2 separate regions of the Anas platyrhynchos genome follow, and region 2 is linked to region 1. The links are chromatin contacts, called in public Hi-C maps. All regions are on one chromosome and are shown on one strand. Each heading gives the region's core, a stretch centred on a gene start, on an enhancer-like site or on the middle of the called end of the contact. The rest is flanking DNA. Distances are from core to core; before and after follow the strand shown. Region 1 overlaps PLA2G15 (phospholipase A2 group XV). Region 2 holds the start of LOC140003479 (leukotriene B4 receptor 1-like).

Region 1 (7,018 bases), core at 1,863-4,362:
ATTATCAATCTTCAGAAAGAACTTTGCTAAGGGTATCACTTTGCTGATGCTGGTGTCATACCAAAACTAGCAGAACTGCCTTAATTATATCCTGAGGAATAAATTGTATTTAGTGTCCTTAAAACTGAACAATGAGGGGTGCTGCCTACATTTTTAAGTTTGTTTTTATGTAAGTGTTAGAACATAGTACTTTTCATCTTATTCTGTTCCACATTAGCACAAGTGGTGTGTAGATTCTTCACAGCTTGTGAAGCATATTGAAGAAATAGTATATATGTTTTATTAATACTAATATTCTAGTATCAAGTTCACTTTGGCCCACAAAACTGAAGCATGTAACCCTGGCATCCAGGAATACTGCCTGAAGGAAAATCAATAACGATGGCTTTTGTTTCTGATGTGACCGCTTTAAATTTCTGTTGCAATTGACACATAGAATTGGTATCTTATTACAGGGTTATAGAAAGGTATTATTGATCTTTTTTTCCCCCTCTTCATTTTAAAGCTCATTTCATTACATCTAATAGAAATGAAGTATACTGTGCCAGCAGGAATCTGCAAAGACTCTTATTTAGGGATAACTTTGCTTATAGAAGATGTGTTGTTAAAAGGTTCATACATACTTTAAAAGACTGATCTGACCTTTATTTGTACTTTCATGAAATGATGAATCTTCCTGGACCTACAAAACTGTTACATTTTTGGGGAAGAAAAAAAATATAATTCAGAGGAAGTTCAGATTTTTTTTCCAAAACTCTGCATTAGCACAATTATTTTAGACTCCAAATGAATTCCACTGTTGATTTTTTTTGTGGGAGGAAAATTAGCATTCCATCAGCATGGGATATTTCCCAGAAAATCTCATCTTAAATGTATTTTAAAGGTAGGAAAAAATGGAGTAATGTTCTAAAATATATTAGTTTCTTCCTACTTCTATGAAACAGTCTTAAAGCATCAGCCTTTCATAAAATACTGATGTAAAGATGCACTGGTTTTGATTTGCTTCAAAATATAACCTTTTAAATAATTGTGTTGAAGGATGGCAACGACAATTAGTGATTATAACTGTGTGACCTGTGTATTTCTCATTTAGATGAGAATGGAGACTATTTTGTGGCCCTTCGCAAGATGATAGAGTTAATGTATGAGCAGTATGGAAGTCCTGTTGTTTTAATTGCCCACAGTATGGGTAACATGTACACCCTGTACTTCCTAAACCATCAGACTCAGGAATGGAAAGACAAGTACATAAAGGACTATGTGTCATTAGGTGCTCCCTGGGGAGGAGTGGCTAAAACTCTCCGTGTGCTGGCTTCAGGTAGGTAATTTGAGGGTTTGCGGTGCATTTCGTAAGTAGCATGAAATACACTAAATAGTTTACTGTAAGACCAGAGGATGAAAGTAGAAGGTACTATGAAGTTAAAATATTTTTTGTAAGTGGTGTCAAGTTGATGTCTCAAGTTCTGTGGCCAGACTGTCTTTCCATTCATGGGAATAGACCAAGTTTGTACATCTCTTAACTAGGAGCTGCATCCCCTCTTAACTTTTCAGCAGATGACACAAGCAGCTGCTGTTTGACCTGCTGCCTCTTATTTCTGTCACTTCTGCCCACAGCCTGCCTGTTCTCTGTCCAGTATTGCTAAGCCAACATGGACTCTAGAGCATTCAGTAGTTGCCTTTGATTAAATATCATACAGCTGCTTGATATGAACATGAAGGGGAACTGGTACATGCAATGAAGTGGTGTGGTGCCTGGAGCACAGATGCCTGCTGAAGTTATAGCTTGGTTTAAAAAAAAAAAAAAGTCTTTCACTATGCAACTGCAAACAACTGAGAGAAAGCTCAGTTACCACATCATGTTACACCATTACTATTTCACAGCAAAACAACGTTATTGTGTTTTTAGCATTTAATTTGTGGTGTTTCTGTCCTGCTGTTTCCTTGCTTTTGTTTGGCTAGCTTTGGTTATTAGTTGCTTCCCAAACAAAGCTGACGTCAGAAATGGGCTTCATCAAAATGCAGAGCACACAGCAACTGCCAGCCATGCATGGACAAATCAAAAAAATTCTTTGCTTAGCAAAGAAATTTGATTCTGAACAGGAATGCACAACTCAGTTATTTAAAATATATATGTATAGATACATTAATTCAGATGTTCGTATTGAGTTGTACATTGTTTACTCTATTGCAGTGGCACTGTAAGATATGATAAAAAATAAATTGACTTCCTTCTTTCCACAGGCTTTGTCTGACAAGTTTGTATGCTATAGAAAGGGCAGAAAGTGAGCAATGTTAAGAATAGCTTCATAAAATTTGAAAAGACTACACAATTTCAGTCTCGGATTCCCTTTGAATTAAATTTCAGTGCTTCATATTTTGTCTATCCATTATAATGCATCTCATCCGAATTAGCTAGCTACATACATCTAATGAATAGATTCTTACTAAAACATAATCATCTCTTAATTTGTATGTCTGTAGTATTGAACTTCATGGTTTGGAGCAGAAAAGTCAAGATGTAGGAAACTTAAGAGGCATAGTATAGTATCATACTATACTATCTGTATAGCCCATTCTTAGGCTAGTTCTGTCTCCTAAACATTTGTAGGTAAAAAAAAAAAAATCACCATCAGGTGTTAATGTTTTGATTACATTAGTCTGGCTTGTTTCTGAAACTATCAGGATACTGGCATGCAGAAGAATTGTTGCTTTAGCAGAAATACTGCATTCCTGGAGGAAACATCAGGCAAGCTTTCTTCAAGCAAAAATGCATTCTGTCTGTTCCCATTCCTGTTTATAGTATGTTAATGGCTAGGACTTGATATTAAATCCATGGTTGTTATCCAAGTGGCAAGCAGCACTCAAGTGGAAATTTACTGTCTCTAGATCTTCTGTGTTGCTTACTGCTACATATTTAAGTGCTTCACAGGATCGGTATTTTTATTATAACAATTATATTGCCAATAAAATGAGGATGCTTTTCCTGTTTTACATATGGCAAGCATAGATGCAAAGTTCACTTGTTCTTTTTTCTGATTGTCAGCTTGAAATGCTGACAACGTTGTCTTTAGACCTAATATTTTATATACCATAATGTCGGTGTCTGCTCTGGTGTTAAGTGTGGTCTTGACCTTATAGTACTTCTGCACTTCAGGAAAACGTGTAAGATTTGATAAGCAGTTCTGAAAGAAAAGGCTGGAGTAGAGTGTCAGGTTCTGTACTTGTTTATTTCAAGTAGAATAAACAGCTTGGTAGACTTGTCTAATTTTTAGGTTTGGAACTCAGGATTTCATTGCTGAAAACTTACAAGTAGTATTTGGTATCTTAGTGGTGAGTGTGCACAGCTAAGTATTTACAGCACACAGTAATGTGAAATGCATTTAAGGACTTCTGTAATTCTTGCTGTGCTCTCTTGAGTTTCCTTTCTATCTGTTTCCCAGGATTATTCTCGTAATGTCTCCATGCAATCCTCCTGAAAATGGCAGTAAATACTGTGCTTTAGCTTGTCTTCCTGAACCGACAGTGCCACCTTATGGAATTGAAAAATACATGCTTTGGTGCTGTTTCAGGAACAGCAGTTTGGTATTTCGCTTTTTAAGGTTCTGTTGACATGAATAACAACATGCTGTAACTACTTGAACCTAATAATAAAAAATCAGATTCAAGTTTCAGCTGACAAAAGAATTGAGATGTGCTAGCCACTGTGATAGAAAATAGGTCAGAACAGTCACCATAAAAAAAAAAAAAACACCTCTGATCTCAGAACTGTTTCAAAAAAAAATAATTCCAAAAATAAATGCATACTATTTATTAAGTGGCTTTTAATTTGGGGGGAGAAAGACACAAGTAGTGGTTACAATCTGAAGAAAGCACATAAGTTATAATTTAATCCCATGTTAATTTGATCCATCTTTAGAACAGACTGCCAAGAAAAATGTATAGTCTTGATGTCAACAACAAAAAAATTATTCTTCAAATGTTTTGATCAAACACTAATATACTGTATTAAACCTAAATGGGATAAAATGGAATCATTTTGAGGCTTATTGGGTGTATGATAATTCAAGACCTTTAAGGTAGCAGTGCTCTTGGGTTTGTCAGTCATTCATAGTCATTAACTTGTACGTGAATCTGTAAGTTATTGGAAGTTTGCAGAAGTTGATTGCTGAGACAATCAAAAAATGAAAAACTTCTTCAATTTTCAGTGTATGCAAAGGGAATATTTTTTGATTTATCACTGAGTGGTACTAATTGCTTCTGGTTATGAGATCATGCACTGTCTTATGTATAATGTAATTTTACCTCTTTTTATTTTAAGGTGACAACAACAGAATACCTGTCATCAGTTCACTCAAGATTCGAGATCAGCAGCGATCAGCGGTTTCCACAAATTGGATGCTCCCCTACAACTACACATGGCCTCCAGATAAGGTCTTCGTAACCACACCTACGGCCAACTATACCCTTCGGGATTACCAAAAATTCTACAGGGACATCAATTTTGAAGATGGCTGGCTCATGAGACAAGACACTGAACCCTTGGTCTACCAGATGAAACCACCTGGTGTGCGCATACACTGTCTTTATGGTACTGGCGTAGAAACACCAGATTCCTTCCATTATGAAAGTTTTCCTGACAAAGAGCCCAAGATCATTTACAGTGATGGGGATGGTACAGTAAACTTGCAGAGTGCCTTGCAATGTCAAAAGTGGGTGGACATGCAAAAACAGAAAGTGGTGGTATTTGAGCTTTCAGGAAATGAGCACATTCAAATGCTATCAAATGATACTACTATCTCTTATGTGAAAAAGCTGCTTTTTAATTTGTGATACCTTGTGTTGACAATTATTTTCCTCACCTGTGATGCCTTCCCTTAAGTAAGGGAAATGCCTTTTAATCCCTTGGTATTTAGTTATTTGAATTATTTATTTTGTTTTTTTTTTTTTAAGGTTGTGTTCAAGAAGTTGGTTCGTGTCCTAAATGGTTGTCTCTGATGTATGTTCATGATGCTTCATGGTGTTTTCATATTCTGAAAACCTGGTCAAATATGCATTTTGGTGCCTCCAGTATTGTGTCCAGTATTCATACAGACCTTCATTTGGAGATTGTGCAGCCCCTTGCACGTACTACATGATTTCTCCTTTGTGTGGCCTTCTAGGGTTAGGAGTAGGAGGGCTGGGAAGGATTGCAATCTGACTCCCATGAAACAAGGGAAGGATATTAATAACTTGAGAAGCACAGCAAATTCCTTCTAAAGGGTCTTGCATATTCTGATCCATAGTTCCCACTGCCTTAGTTTGTAAATGTACATATCTACTAGGTAAGATAGACAAGAGGTCTGCCAGATACTGGATGACCTTTTGTCATATCCAGCCTTTCTTTTGTTACAGCTTCTTGGGGAAAGATAATGTGTTAATTATTTTAAGGTTCTCATCAGGTACCTTTTTTCTTAAGAGGAAAAGTTGTTTGCTTATTGACTTCTAGAGCCTAATGATTTAATCAGGAATCTGAGGATTATTATCCTGGTGCATTATTATCCATGAAGGAAAGAAGTTCAGCTGTGGCTGGGGCTTGCAATACCCTTCTTTAGCTGTGTAAATTCTTTAGCATGTAAAGTAAAGCTAATACAATTGAGTGCAGGCAAACAATACATACAGTGCAGAATTGCACTTCAGGTTGCAAAAGATCTCCAGTAGTGGAAATGATAATGGATGGTGGGCATTCATTAAAATGGAAGATGAAATAGGGCATGGAGTGGAAGCCAGTGTAGCACTAGTATAAAATACAAGCCTTGTTCTCAAATACTTAAGCTCTTATTCAGTTACTGGACAAGCAGTGGTTGGATCAATGTTGCCCTCAGTTGAAAAGGAACTTCAAACTTCAAAACACGATCTATGGGAACTGAATTTGAGTTATATAATTGCTGTTTTAAGAAGTTGAGATCTCAATTTCTGTTCCTTAACTGTTTAGATAATTGCCAAACATGCAACTCTGTTACTACAGTACTGTTTTATTCAGTGTTTAGAAAAAATATTTCAGCTTTGAACTACACAAATGATGGCATAAAGGCCATGGTATTTATAACCTTGATTATAGAAGTCCCACTGGAAAAATGTCACTGGAAGATTCTTCTTGCTTGCTTTAAAACTAGCCACCCAGTTGGACTCTATTTAGTTCTCAGAAAACAACTTTGAATGCTTTCAAAATGCTACGTCTTCCAGGAAAAAGGAGTTCTAAAAACTCATGAGAAGCATTAAGGATTCACTACTTATGAAACTGAAGTTCTCTGAAGGGTAAACTTTAACTATTTTTGTAGCATGCATAAAATGCCTACTACCATCAAATATAAGAAGAAGGTATGTTGAAATGACAGGTTTGAACTCTTATTACCGTAGGAAATATTTTTGGCACAGGAAGTAGGTTTAAAGCTTTAAATTTAATTTCTGAAATGATTTGTAAATCCAGAACAACTCCAGCTAGGGTCATGGATAAGCTAAATATCTTCCTAGGATTCTAACTTGCTTCTGTAGCTTCACTTTTCCCCTGCGTTTTTCCCTGTTACTTTGGTTGAGGGAGAAGACACTTTTCTGATGTTAAAAATGGAACGTGTATCTTGTCATCAGTTGCCTGGGAACCTATATTTCAGCAGCTATATTGTCTGGACTTCTCCAGAGAAACTACTGTGCTGTCCCGAGCCACTTAAAATTGGTTACTGCTGAAATGAGGAGGGGTGGGAAGCAGGCAGCACACAAGTCCTTCAGCCAAGTGTTCTACTTTGTGCAGGGCTGTCAGCTGGTTAAGCTTCAGGCTTGTGTTCCAAGACTGCTCAAAGATGAAGCTCTTCCTTGTGGTCTGACTCAATTTGTGAATAAATTGATATGTTACTGGTTTGCAACAGAAAGAAATTAGGCAACAGTTTTTCACAATTTATTTCTTGCTGAAGTAGAATGCCTGTCAATAAGCACTTGAATGAGTGGAGTTGGAGGCTGTATTGCAGGCCACCAACATCAGCACCAA
Region 2 (7,018 bases), core at 3,023-5,522, 33 kb before region 1:
TTATTAATTTTGACAAACAAATGAGAAACTCAAAGCATCTGGAATCTTTTTGTGCCTCCCAGCACACAATGTTCTGAGCAGTGTTGCATTGATTCCACATAATGTTCCCTGTACCTCAGGGTAATTTGAGGTGATTTGACTCAGGTGACTGAAGTGGCCCTCTCTTAGCACAGCCTTCCCCCTTGCTGTGTCATGAGAAATAACTGGACGCTGAAACCACAGTGACAGACTTCAAAAACACAGAATTGGGAAGTAAGAAAACAACGAGGAACTCAAGTGAGATGAAACCTCATTTTTCTCAGATGGAACCAGAACTGCGTATTGCAAGATTTTACCGGTACCCCAGCTATATTTGGAGACTGCTTCAAGTCACTACTTAGAACTCTCTTAAGCAATCAAAGAAAGCATTTTCTATCAACCTTCCAATACAATTTCCAGCATGGATATGTAATGTAGTTGACAGGAGTCATGAGGTATCACTATCATAAGATGTAGTGTTTCAGACCAAATCTATGCCAGGTCTTAGGGTTTGGCTGGAATTCAGTGTTTTAGGAGTCAAGAATATCCAATGTTTGTTGGCTGAATGGGCCTGTTGGAATCCCTGTAGTTCTGTGATAGCGCATGTTAGCATAGATGGAGTGGTAAATATTGCTGCATAGACAGGCCTGTTGTGTATCTGTTAAAGAATGAAGCAGTCAGCCAGGTCATCACCTTATATATCTACACCAACTCATGGATCTAGTTACAGCATTCTATTTAGAACTGTCTTACCTAATCATCTCCCTAGAATGCATTTACTGATCTGGGGATGTTACTTGTTCCCTTTATAAGATTTACAGATGTTGTGGAGGATGCAGCTTGAGCAATAAAGTTCACTTGTGTGAGTGACAAGTAAAAAAAACAACCAACCAAACAACCAAAAAACACTCTAAGCCATACCTCTTGATTAAAAAATAAGCCCACTGCAGTAGGTAGCGTTGCACAGATTATGTGATCTTATAGTTTGTCCTGGGTAAGGCATAGTTGGCATTAGGCACTTGATATGCAGTGAATGCTCCTGGAAGGCTTATTTAAGAGGAAATGGCACTAAAATAAATGACTTCATTCATGAGACGGATGATGCACACACACAGATAACTAAAGGTTTTGCCCATTTCCTAAGATTTATGATAACTAGATGTAGGACAATCTGAGAGAAAGTTCCAGTCAAGTAGCTTGTACTGAAGCTTGTCTGGGCCTTTTCCCATCTCTAAGTTGCAAAGTGCTTGGTTTCTTGTGGCCTAGGACTCTAGTTCAGTTATGTTATTTGTGTGCTTATTACCTCTTCACTTGTTCGGTGCTATTATGAAATAGTGGGTGACTGTTCAAGAACATACTGGGAAATATAGCTTTGCTTTTTTATACAGTAGTTAACTAAAGTTATTGTTTTTATTGTGAGATACTGTTACTTTGCTATATTTAATATGCTAACAGCAATCAAGGAGTCATTATTAGGGTGAAAAAGTGGCAGGTGGGTGGGGTATAGTTCTAAGGGATTTCACCTTCTTACTCTTCTGTAAACAAGGTCTTGCTAAAGTTTTTATTTCCTTTTACTTCAGTGAAGGAGCCCTATTAATGAGAAGTCCTCTGTGGTGTGGACTTTCCTTCTACTGAGAAGAAGACAAGACTTTTTCATAACAAGCAGGAATAATAAATACATATGCATAGTGTCAGGAAACATTTTAATAATAGCAGGTAAGGATTTTTACTTCCCTGTCTTTATTCCTGTTTACAAACAGAAGTAATACAACTCACATATCCTTGATTGTTATGAAATCAGTTCTTGAAAATGAAGTTCTAGTTAGTCTCTTGTATTTTCTTTGTAAATATGAGTTACAATAGCTATTAGCAACTGTTCATAACACAATGTACAGGATATTACAATAGTAATACAGTAAGTCTTAGTAATCAGTAGTTATATTCATCTTATTACAAATCATTGATTTAAAAATAAGCAAAAGTAAGTATAAAAAATGTCAAGCATGATTGAAATTAAAACAAAACAAAAAAACAGCAAAACTTCAAAAGCAAATACTTGGTGTCATGCAATTTTTTCACAGTGAGTTTGCATGCATTCACAAAACTAAAACAAGTTCCTTGCAAGCCCTAATTTTTTCTTTGTTTATTAAAAGAAAAATACGCTGTTCCAAAAGAGAAGACAAAATAATGCTTTTATGTGCAAGATGAAATTCTTAAGATACTAGGCACTTTGTACTGCTCCCGTAACTTTCTCACAGGTTACAAAAATATCAAGGATCTCTACTTCCCTTCCCCTGGGATCTGATCCAATTCATCCATAATTTAATAGACATATTGGGAGCTTAACTAAATCAGACACTTTGAGGATACGTGAGTATGTATGTTTGATATATCAGTAGTTGCCAGTAACATATGCAATATATTTGAAATCAAATATAGCATGAGGTCTCCATTTGTCATAAACCACAGAATTCTTGTACCTTTTTTTCTGAAAGGGAACGTCACACTTCATATTTTACTTCAGATCCATTAGCATAAGATATTTCAGTAAATGAGTTTTTGTAAACAACCCTTGCTATTCTCAAATCTAAATAAAGTCCTGAATAAAAATAGTTTTGTTTTCCATCTACACAAAAGTTTTTATGTGCTGTAAATATTCTTAAAATCCATGCTTCCCCATATCAAGAATCTAAGCATGCTCATTTAGAACTTTGGGTTATATTTATGGATTTTTTGAGCATTTCAAATCTTCTTCCAGACAAACTTTTTAAGTTTTAAATTTCCAAATCTTGTTTTCCACATAAATGTCTTTTCTAGAAATCACAAATAATTGTAATGGAAAATAAAAATGTTGTATTCCCTATACTTTAAGCTTCTAGCCATCTTGCTTCTCAGCACCGGTGAAACTGATTTGGTGACATGGATACAAGGTCAGGAGCCAAACAAGGTTGTCACTGCCGATTGTTTTGTAACACACACAACCTGAATTGTCTCTAGCATCCGCTGGACTACTTGGAAAACCAAACTGACTACTAGGTGAAAGGACTACTGAATGAATGCCCCAGAAATCCATTGCTCACTAAGTCTATGCTCTTTGTTAGAGAATCTCTGTGCCTGCTACAGTAGTTTCTTGCTTGGTAACAGGAGAAATCTTTTTCTTGTCTTCCTCTGTTACAGTCTGACTCAACTGTTCAAACAGTTTTGATATCTTGGTAAATCTCAGGTGATTCTGGAATTTTCGTGCAGCAAAAGCATAAAGTAGAGGGTTAATACAGCTACTGATAAATACAAGTGCTCCGGAGACGTACTCTCCTTTGTCTATAATCTTTTCCAGTGTCTCATTAGAGTCTTCTATCTGAACTGAAATAATATCTAAGATGTTAAAGAGATGATGTGGGAACCAGCATAAAATGAATGCCACCACGATGCTGGTAATGAGCCGTTCTGATCGCTGCTTTGATCGGTAAGTCATTTGTCTTATTCTTTTTGCAACACACACATAGCAAGTGCATATAATTAAAAAAGGAATTACAAAACCTGCAAGAGTCTCCAACAAAAGATATGACACTCTCTGTCCAGTAGTAGAGTAGTTGCGACATGTGCACTGTAGTCCACCGTTGATTTCATCTGTCTCTTGGAATGGAATAATAGTAACGCCAAAAGCAATGGACAGGAACCAAATGAGGAACATGATTACAAAAATATTTTCTTTTTTTTTGTACCTTTGCATTGTGAAAGGGTAAAACACAGCCATTAGTCTCTCCAAGCTCAGTGCTGTAATTAGAAATATACTTGCATACATGCTGCAGTAAATCATGAAGACCAGTATTTTGCAGAACACAATTCCAAAAACCCATGAGTCAGCAAAGGAGTAAATCCAGATTGGCAAAGTGATCAGTACGAGGATATCCGCAATGGCCAGGTTCAAGATCAGCAGGACTGAAGGAGATACTTGCTTCATTTTTGTACAAACAGTCCAGATGACAACGCAATTTCCAGGGGTCCCAATAATAAATGACAAGCTCAGTATCATGCAGACTACAAACTTCACAGCGTTCCATGTCAAGTCGGTGCTGACTTCCTCAGCTTCACTCATTCCAGAAATTTTTCAGTTCTTTTCAGGTGCTAATATCCTTGGTGCTTTGCACTCTGAAAGTTTTGATTCTGAAACTGTCAGCAAACAACTTGAGAGAAACTTCCCTAACTGATATTCTGCAGACTTGTCTGGCATGTGACCTCACATCCTAATGCTCACAAACGTCTGACCGCATGCGTTCTTCCTGTTGTTTAGGAAAACAGTGTCTTTTTGCATGCAGAGCACAGATAAAAATAGTATTGTCCCTGACTTTGCTCTTAATTACATATGCATCACAGCAGATTTTAAAGCATGGAGGTGATCTTTCAAAAGTCTCCCTCTTTTAAGAAGCCTGCTACTTGGTTAAAGCTACTGGTCTAACCAACAGGTATGAGGAGGAAAAAAGTTGTCCTTTTGCTACTTCACTTTTGTTTGTGTGAATATGTCAACATTCTATTTTAAGTATTTTAAAACAAAAAGATAGAAGGGTGGCAGATAAACCAAAAGTGTGCATTAAATGTTTGACATGACATTGCATTCTAGAGCATGAAACATTATTATACTCTCTACCTTCATATAATCTTTTTTTTGGTTGTTGTTGTTGTTAATTCAGCAGAAGACAGTTGATCTTGAACATGCTTTAGAAATAGGCTGGCACAGAGGAAATCATCTTTTGTAGTGAGATTGTACCAGTACAATGAAGTTGGATAGAGTTGTAATTCTAATCATAGAATCATTCAGGTTGGAAAAGACCTTCATGGTTATCTGGTTCAATCATCACCCTACTACCAATATCACCCAATGCTCTGGGAAAATGCAGTTCTTTAGCTAAACAACCACCATCAGAATAGTCTGGGTGTAATGTTGGGAGGAAATGGTCTGTGTCTCAGAAAATATATGATTAGGTTGTCCTACTGTGACAGCAATGTGCTATGACTTTATCTCCTAGGAAACCCAGTAGTTAGTGCAGTATTCAAATCCTGTGTGAATCAAAAGTTCTTAAAATAAATAAATAAATAAATCTTTGTCTGGCCAAAGATTATGGAAGCACTGTTTTACTCTAGTGTCAGAACATTTTAAGTCTGGTTCCAAATAATTAAAGGAGGAACCAAAACAGCAGCACCAACAAAAATTATTAAGAGTCACAGAAGTGAAACTAGAAGAGTATTTTTATGTAAAATAAGCACAGATTATGCATAATGCATAGCACAATCTATTAAATTTTAAATCGTGGTACAGATTATTTCATTAAATGTTGAGGTAGATTTTTTACAAACCTGGCAAATGTAGTACATAATGTTAAGAAGTATCTTCCAAAATGGGAAAAGGATTGCAACACCTATTCCCAACCCCAAATCGGCTTAGCCGTTTTTGATCTCGTAAGAGTATAATGAGATCAACTGCAAATCCAGAATAACTCCACTGAAGTCAAGAATATTTTTTTCAAAACGCTCTTTGTGTAATTGATATTTTAATTTGGGTTTCATCGTATGATTCCAGTTCCTTTTATTTTTTACTGCATTTAGTACCAATTGGGTAGGGGAAAACCCAAATCAATTGTGTATATTCTAAAGGGAATTTCTGAAAATCCACTAATAAAAGGAAGTGGTGGGCAATGTCTCTTCTTCTACTGAAATCACCTTCGTACACATTATTTGCCCAGAAGTAACTTTGGGAGGGCTTTTTATTTACTTATTGCCAGTGGTACATCCAGACTGAACTACATTGCAGATACTTAAAAAAAAAAATAAAAAAAAAATCAAGGAGAGATGCTCAGTACCTCTGTAAGATTTTCTTCTTCAAAACTTTATTTTTGGTGGCAAAAAAACAATTGTCTATAAAAATAGATTGGAATCAGAATTAGTATAGTTCTAATCCAGTGACATGCGGATCTGGTTGTACTTCTGAAGCACCTGTCCTTATGTTTTTCAGAAACATATTTCCCCCACTTCAGTTGAAGCTTGCTTGCCAGATGGTCTCTGCCTCAGGCTGTATCTTTCATTTAAACAAGAAACCAGATGAATCTCAACATTGCAGGAACAGTCTGGGATTTTTCTCTCCAAACAGATCCCAGACAGGTGTTGAAATTCTGAGATTGCCTGAGTAACATTCTGAAGACAGGCTTTTAGATTTAATAATACAGATATTGGGGATAACATTAGCTAAGGACTGTGTTTTTGAAGTGCTCTATGTGGTTGTTGGATCACTACAAAAAGTTCAGACTCATTTTAGGAGGTCTTTAATGATCTCTAAAAGTGACTGCTATTGTTGAATTTACCCTAGTAGGACACAAACCTTATGGGAAATTTAACAGGTACTTCCATTAGCAATACAGTATGTTCAACAACATGCTGAACACAACAGTGATTAAACAAGTCAGTATCTCAGTCATTCTAGTGACCACGTGTGGTGGAGTTTGTCATGTATAAACATGCTGCTGGAATTCCGCCCAATTCTGCCCTCATAAACACTGGCCCAATTGTATTAACAGTAGTGAAGTTAGGCTGCATTTCTGTGTTTAAAAGCTAAAAGTCTAAATATGAAAGTTTTGTGTACATGTATGTTATATATGCTTTCCATATGTAATGCAATAGTGCAGTCATGAACATGAGAAACTTTCTGTTAAGTGTGTTACCTTTAGATTGGCATATAATTTCTGAAAACATTCCAAAATTGAGAAAGTCTGTGCTATTGCTAAGGAACATTCTGAATTGAATTTGCTGTGGTTTAAGTACAAGGGAGGTGTTTCATTCATCCACGTTATGTTTCTTCATATGCATGAGCTTCCCTCTGGTGGATAGTCTGTAGTTTGCACCACCATTGAGCATTTTTAGACTGCTAATGTGTTTGGGCTGCTACACTGAAATGATAATTGATACTTCCAGCTTTTGCTGAGAATTATACTGAGAATCAGAATTATACTGA

The links. A called contact is a pair of places that touch in the nucleus more often than the background predicts.
Region 2: a Hi-C map of skeletal muscle shows a contact between it and region 1, with 2.4 times the contacts expected there. The contact joins the promoter of LOC140003479 here to the enhancer-like site in region 1. A contact is called at or near these places in 6 of 8 Hi-C or Micro-C datasets (F1 follicle, F5 follicle, liver and 2 more).

What each region holds. Positions count from the first base shown.
Region 1 is chr12:14,045,590-14,052,607 of IASCAAS_PekinDuck_T2T, reverse strand. PLA2G15 (phospholipase A2 group XV) reads left to right here. Exons shown (of 6, transcript XM_027466866.3): 5 at 1,094-1,318; 6 at 4,319-7,018. The coding sequence ends at 4,830. The region is part of intron 5 of LOC106019018 (a long non-coding RNA gene); the gene reads right to left. Among named protein-coding and RNA genes, the nearest start is that of PLA2G15, 15 kb to the left of the region's middle. Within about 2 kb of position 3,112, at least 1 of the 8 cell types and tissues checked has an H3K27ac peak or open chromatin away from gene starts, as enhancers often do.
Region 2 is chr12:14,079,843-14,086,860 of IASCAAS_PekinDuck_T2T, reverse strand. It overlaps LOC140003479 (leukotriene B4 receptor 1-like), which reads right to left and starts at 4,272. Exons shown (of 1, transcript XM_072043805.1): 1 at 1,705-4,272. The coding sequence starts at 4,114. The coding sequence ends at 3,116. The region is part of intron 7 of LOC106019018 (a long non-coding RNA gene); the gene reads right to left.